Linked DNA regions of Pan troglodytes: region 2 is linked to region 1. The links are chromatin contacts, called in public HiChIP or PLAC-seq maps. All regions are on one chromosome and are shown on one strand. Each heading gives the region's core, a stretch centred on a gene start, on an enhancer-like site or on the middle of the called end of the contact. The rest is flanking DNA. Distances are from core to core; before and after follow the strand shown.

Region 1 (2,700 bases), core at 77-2,576:
CTGTTCTCTTTTATCTTGTCCTTCATGGCTTGGAGCTCATGGGTGACTCTCAACACTTCACTCTTCATGATCTGAGATCAGGAGGGGAGGAGAAGCAAATATAAACCCTGGCACAGCTTATGCTAGAGCCCTGTAACTAGTGAGGTCCAGGGTGCCCAGGGGACCCTCCCGCATCCATTCATCCAGCTCTGAGGCTCTCTGAAGGCAGAGTCTGACTGTGTCCACATCCTGCAGAAGTCAAAAGAGGAGGCCAGTTTGGAAACCTCCTGGTGAAATAGTGGTAGTATTGGAATAAAAGCAGGCCTCCGAGAGAGGCAAATATAGGTTTTAGGTTCTGCCTCGTAGTAAGAACTGGGTGCTTTATCGCAGTACAAACCTCTCTGGGCCTGTCTCCTCATCTGTAAAATAGGCATTTTACTAAAAGAAGGATTCTTGAGAGGATTATTCCCAGTTCTCACTGGGAAAGGCAATCTGATAACCTCTCATCTCAGCCCAGGTCTCCCACCATCCCCTACCTGTCTTCTTGTCCCTTTTAAGGCTTAGTTTTCTTTCCTCTCTTCCTGATACGAGGGGGAAGCCCGAGCCCCATGTCTCCCCCAGGGTGCCCGAGAAGGAAGTAGGAGAGGCGACTCGGATCGCTGGGGCCTGTCCTGTAGGGGGCCCCATCGCCCGCACAGGAGCTGTGCGCCCACCTTGATCTCACTGTCCAGCAGCCGTGTGCGCTGGATGATCTCCTCCGTGGACATCTTGAGCACCTCCTCCCCAATTCCATCTTGCTGTAAAAAATTATTTGTTTATTTATATATTTACTTTTACTCAGAACAAGCATCCCTCGTTCTCCGAACCCACTCACAGCCTCAGTTTCCACGCCCATAAAACCAGGATGGAGTCAGGACCCCTGCCCACATCCCAAACAACCCCGTCCCCGGGATCGGGCCAGACCTTGACCCCCAGCCACCTCCTTCCCTCTTGTCAATGGCGTCTCCCTGCGGGCCCCGGTTCCCGGACCGCCAGCTCGCCCGGTGCCCACCTCGGCCTCATCCCACACGGTCGCCATCTTCTCCTGCCGAGTCACTGGACTCTCAAGATTCGGCAGCAGATTCATTTCCTGGAGGAGCGGGCAGAAGATGGGACCAGGCGGGAGCCGCAACGGGAGATTAATACCGTCTTTCTTAAAGCCTTCTCTTGACCAGTGGAAAACCTCTCCCCACAAATCCCGACTCTTGACCGGACCAGCTCCGGCCGTGCTGCGGAGCAGCGAATCTGCCTCTCCGATTCCAAAGACCAACCCCTGGCCACAGGCCCCGCCCCCGCGGCCCCCGAAACGTTCCCGCCCGCGTCCTATTTTTGCCGGGCGCGAGAGGTGGGGCCGCTATTGGCCGACACGCGCGTTGGGGGCGGGGCCTAGGTGTAAAACCGGAAAGGGAGGGAGAACGGTGGGATCCGCGAGGGCCTTTGGGAAATGTAGTCTTTAATCTGGCCGGTGACAGATGCTTGCGGAGGGGCGCGTTCAAACTCAGACTGTGACCCCGCTAGGAATAAGGGGATTTACACAATGACACTGCCTCCCAATTAATAAACGACATAGGCCAGCCGTGTGCAAAGGGCCAAAAAGGCATGCCACCTCAGTCCGCATTTTTACAATTATTTAAGTACAAGCTGGCCACCCGGAGTTACGGGAGGGAATCATTAACCAGCTTTAAAGAGAAATCGCTGCTGCTCCTAACGTCAGAGCAGGCTTCACGGAATTGTCCACGTGGGAAGAACTCAATTGACCATCAGCCTCTACGATTAAAAACATTATGACTCGGGCCGGGCGCGGTGGCTCACGCCTGTAATCCCAGCACTTTGGGAGGCCGAGGCGGGCGGATCACGAGGTCAGGAGATCGAGACCATCCTGGCTAACACGGTGAAACCCCGTCTCTACTAAAAATACAAAAAATTAGCCGGGCGTGGTGGCGGGCGCCCGTAGTCCCAGCTACTCCGGGCTGAGCCAGGAGAATGGCATGAACCTCGGAGGCGGAGCTTGCAGTGAGCCGTGATCGCGCCACTGCACTCCAGCCTGGGCGACAGAGCGAGACTCCGTCTCAAAAAAAATTATGTCTCGTATCTGCAATTGTTTGTTTTCTCTGCCCATGGTTAGTAATCTCAGTGAGCAGAGCGGGTCTCCGGATCATGGGAGACTCATTCGTTGTACCCTTGTCGGCTATTTTAAATGATCTCTCCTTATCTTTTGAGGTGAGCCCTGGAGCCCCTTTAAAGGGAACTTCATGTAAGCAACATAGCTTATATTTCAAGTCAAACCATCACAAACACTCTGTTAACCTGATGAAAATCTGTGCAATCGTTGCCTTTTTGTTTGTTTGTTTGCTTGTTTTTTGTTTTTTGAGACGGAGTCTCGCTCTGTCGCCCAGGCTGGAATGCAGTGGCGCGATCTCTCCCTACCGCAACCTCCGCCTCCCGGGTTCAATGGATTCTCCTGCCTCAGCCTCTCAAGTAGCTGGGATTACAGGCACCCACCACCACGCCCAACTAATTTTTGTATTTTTAATAGAGACAAGGTTTCACCATGTTGACCAGGCTGGTCTCAAACTCCTGGGCGTAAGTGATCTTCCTGCCTCAGCCTCCTAAAGTGTTGGTACTATAGGCATGAGCCACTACACCTAGCCTTTGCAGTAGTTTTTTTTGGAACACGGTTGA
Region 2 (2,700 bases), core at 61-2,560, 290 kb after region 1:
CTACTTGACAGAGGTGACCCACAGATCAATGGGGAAAGGAAGTACTTTTCACTAATGGTAGAGGAAAAAGTATTTATTTGTCAATGCAAATTATTTATTAGTCTACCCAAGTGCAACCCTCCCAGCTAACGAAGCAATTTTCCTCTTGAGTCCAGGAAAGGTGATACTAGATAAGAACATGGTATTACCTTTAAAGTAGCCATAATATTGGAGGTGACGGTACATAAAGTCTTCATAAGGATCAGGAATAGTCTGTGAAAGGAAAGGCCACTTCAATCAAGATAATGTTTTCAAACCATAATAGACTCAACAAAAAGTACATGAGCGTTGTTGCATAGGACTAGACGAAACCAAGCGAGCTGCATTCCATGCGAATTATTCTATCGTGGGGATCAAGATCTCCAGCTGAGAAAAGATGCCACCAGAACATCCCTTCTCATCTAGTAGCAGATTTCTGTGGAGTTCCCGAAGAAATGGAGTTCCCCGAAGAAATTTCTGTGGCTTTCCGTGTTGTGTACCGACCTGCTTTAGGTGCGTTTCCAAAGCTGGGAACATGTTACTTCTGGATGGTAGGCTGAAAACTAGTCAGTGACATTAGCATCCAGTCGCAAACCCTGCCCAATTTCCAAATAGGCAGCTGATTACACAAGAGAAGCTACAAAGCCAGAAGAGGACAAGTGAAAAAACTGCCAGTACCTCCCGGGGCGCCCCCCCAGCTCCCTCTTGACTTCAGAAAACCCTGCCAACCCAGCTTCTCCTCAGCTAAACAAGGTGGTCACGCCGAGGCCAGAGGTGCATCTGAGACAGGGAGGGCAGCGTATCTTCCCGCTTCTTCTTCCCAAGGTGCTGGCCCCATGCTTCCCTTTCCCTGAGAAGGGAGATGCTCGCCACAGGAAAGTGAAAGAAATGGGTATGGGAGCACGCGACGAAGTCGTCTCGGTAGGTGCCGATGGAAAAAGGTCAGGGGGTTGGGAAAGTGGGCCCTAAAGATTGAATTTAGGGTTCAGAGGAACCTGGTCTGGGGCAGGTGGTGAGGGGGTTTCCTAAGGGTAGGAGCGGGGAAGGAGAGCAGAAACTTCCCAGGAGGGCAGAGCGATGGATGCGACCGCCTTCGCGCCCCGGCCCGTCCCAAGCAGCATGGATGGCTGCGGCAGAGAAGCTCCAGCGAGGCAGGCGGCCACCGCACTTAAGTACAGAGGCCAAGCAGTGTGCGGGCAAGGGGACAAACTCGCTGCACCCGCCCGCCACCGCCTTCTGTGAGGGCCCGGGTAGTCTAGCAACCGAAAGCAGGAAGCGGAGAAAGGGCGGGGCGGTCGGGCGCTTCCGGGGAGCTAGGCCTCGCCCCCAAGGAGGGAGCGGGGACCCCGGGAAGGTCTGCAACATGTATGGCGGGCAGCGGCTTTCTTCCCCTCATACATCACAGCCCCAACCTGGGAATCGAAACCGCATTGATGAGTACGATGCCAGTAGCCTTCAACATACTTCCAAGCTGGTTTGCTGTTGGCTTTAGATAATTGTTATGCATAATTTGCTCTAAGAGAGCTGCTGCTTCTCTCCTTTCACCTTAACATTCTCTCCACTGCACAGCTAGAAAGGAAAAATTACCTTCTAAACTGCAAATCTTAAGAAACAAAGCTAACAAATTCAAATCACACATTTTGATTAGGTTTAAAAAATCAGTTATATGCATAGAAATATACTCCAGGCCAGGCGCGGTGGCTGTCGCCTGTAATCCCAGAACTTTGGGAGGTCGGGAGTTGGAGACTAGCCTGACCAACATGGAAAACCCCATCTCTACTAAAAATACAAAATTAGCCGGGTGTGGTGGCGCATGCCTGTAATCCCAGCTACTCGGGAGGCTGAGGCAGGAGAATCACTTGAACCTGGGAGGCGGAGGTTGCGGTGAGCCGAGATCGTGCCATTCCACTCCAGCCTGAGCAACAAGAGCGAAATTCTGTCTCCAGAAAAAAAAAAAAAAAAAAAAAACAACCAACAACAAAAAAATAAATATACTACAATAAAATTCAAACACGTGTCTTTGGTTAACTATATATGAATATAACCGTATCTGTTACTTTTATCAGTGGGGGGAAAAAAGCTATAAAGCACCTTTTTTCTGAAATGTTAACCATATTACATCATTGCCAGGAATTAAGTAGGTCAAATATTATCTAATATGGCTATTAACCAATCTAGATATTATAGATAATATTAGACCCCAAAAGTTTGATCACACAGCACCATCTGGGACTAGAAGCCTGTTTGTCTAAACTGGCCCCACCACTCCCCATTCAAGATCTGCTGCTCATTTTCTTGAAAGCTGTTCTTAAATGTTTGCACCTTGCATTGTATATGCTTAGAAAAAAAAACAAGTATTGGTTACATAATCAGAATAACAGGAGTTGACGAGCAAAAGGATAACCCATCAGGATTATAAAAAAAGCTTTATTAGTGCATATATACAAATTTACAAGGTCAGAAACTGGAGAAATACAAAGAGCTTTAAAACACAATTTGCCGTTTCCTCAGTTTAAAGTGACTTTTACCTGATTGTGATACAACAGAAAGTACAGAACAGTAAACTGCTTTTTAAATACTGGAATTTTATGGAGAATACATTCACATAAAGAAAGGAGGTGAATTTTGTTTTGGAACAGGGTTAAGACAATGGAGACATTAATACATAGAGTGTCTTGTTGT

What was found. HiChIP or PLAC-seq counts read pairs in DNA pulled down with a chosen protein or histone mark.
Region 2: a contact with region 1 is called in an H3K4me3 HiChIP or PLAC-seq map of stem cell-derived excitatory neurons, with 10 times the contacts expected there. The contact joins the promoter of AGBL2 here to the promoter of PSMC3 in region 1. A contact is called at or near these places in 1 of 7 Hi-C or Micro-C datasets (stem cell-derived neural progenitor cells) and 1 of 1 datasets of contacts at active chromatin or transcription factors (stem cell-derived excitatory neurons).

The regions. Positions count from the first base shown.
Region 1 is chr9:51,441,208-51,443,907 of NHGRI_mPanTro3-v2.0_pri, forward strand. It overlaps PSMC3 (proteasome 26S subunit, ATPase 3), which reads right to left and starts at 1,327. Exons shown (of 12, transcript XM_508413.8): 1 at 1,031-1,327; 2 at 693-776; 3 at 1-71. The coding sequence starts at 1,105.
Region 2 is chr9:51,735,415-51,738,114 of NHGRI_mPanTro3-v2.0_pri, forward strand. It overlaps AGBL2 (AGBL carboxypeptidase 2), which reads right to left and starts at 1,311. Exons shown (of 15, transcript XM_063782949.1): 1 at 748-1,311; 2 at 523-655; 3 at 189-252. The coding sequence starts at 555. It overlaps FNBP4 (formin binding protein 4), which reads right to left. Exons shown (of 16, transcript XR_010147210.1): 16 at 2,426-2,700.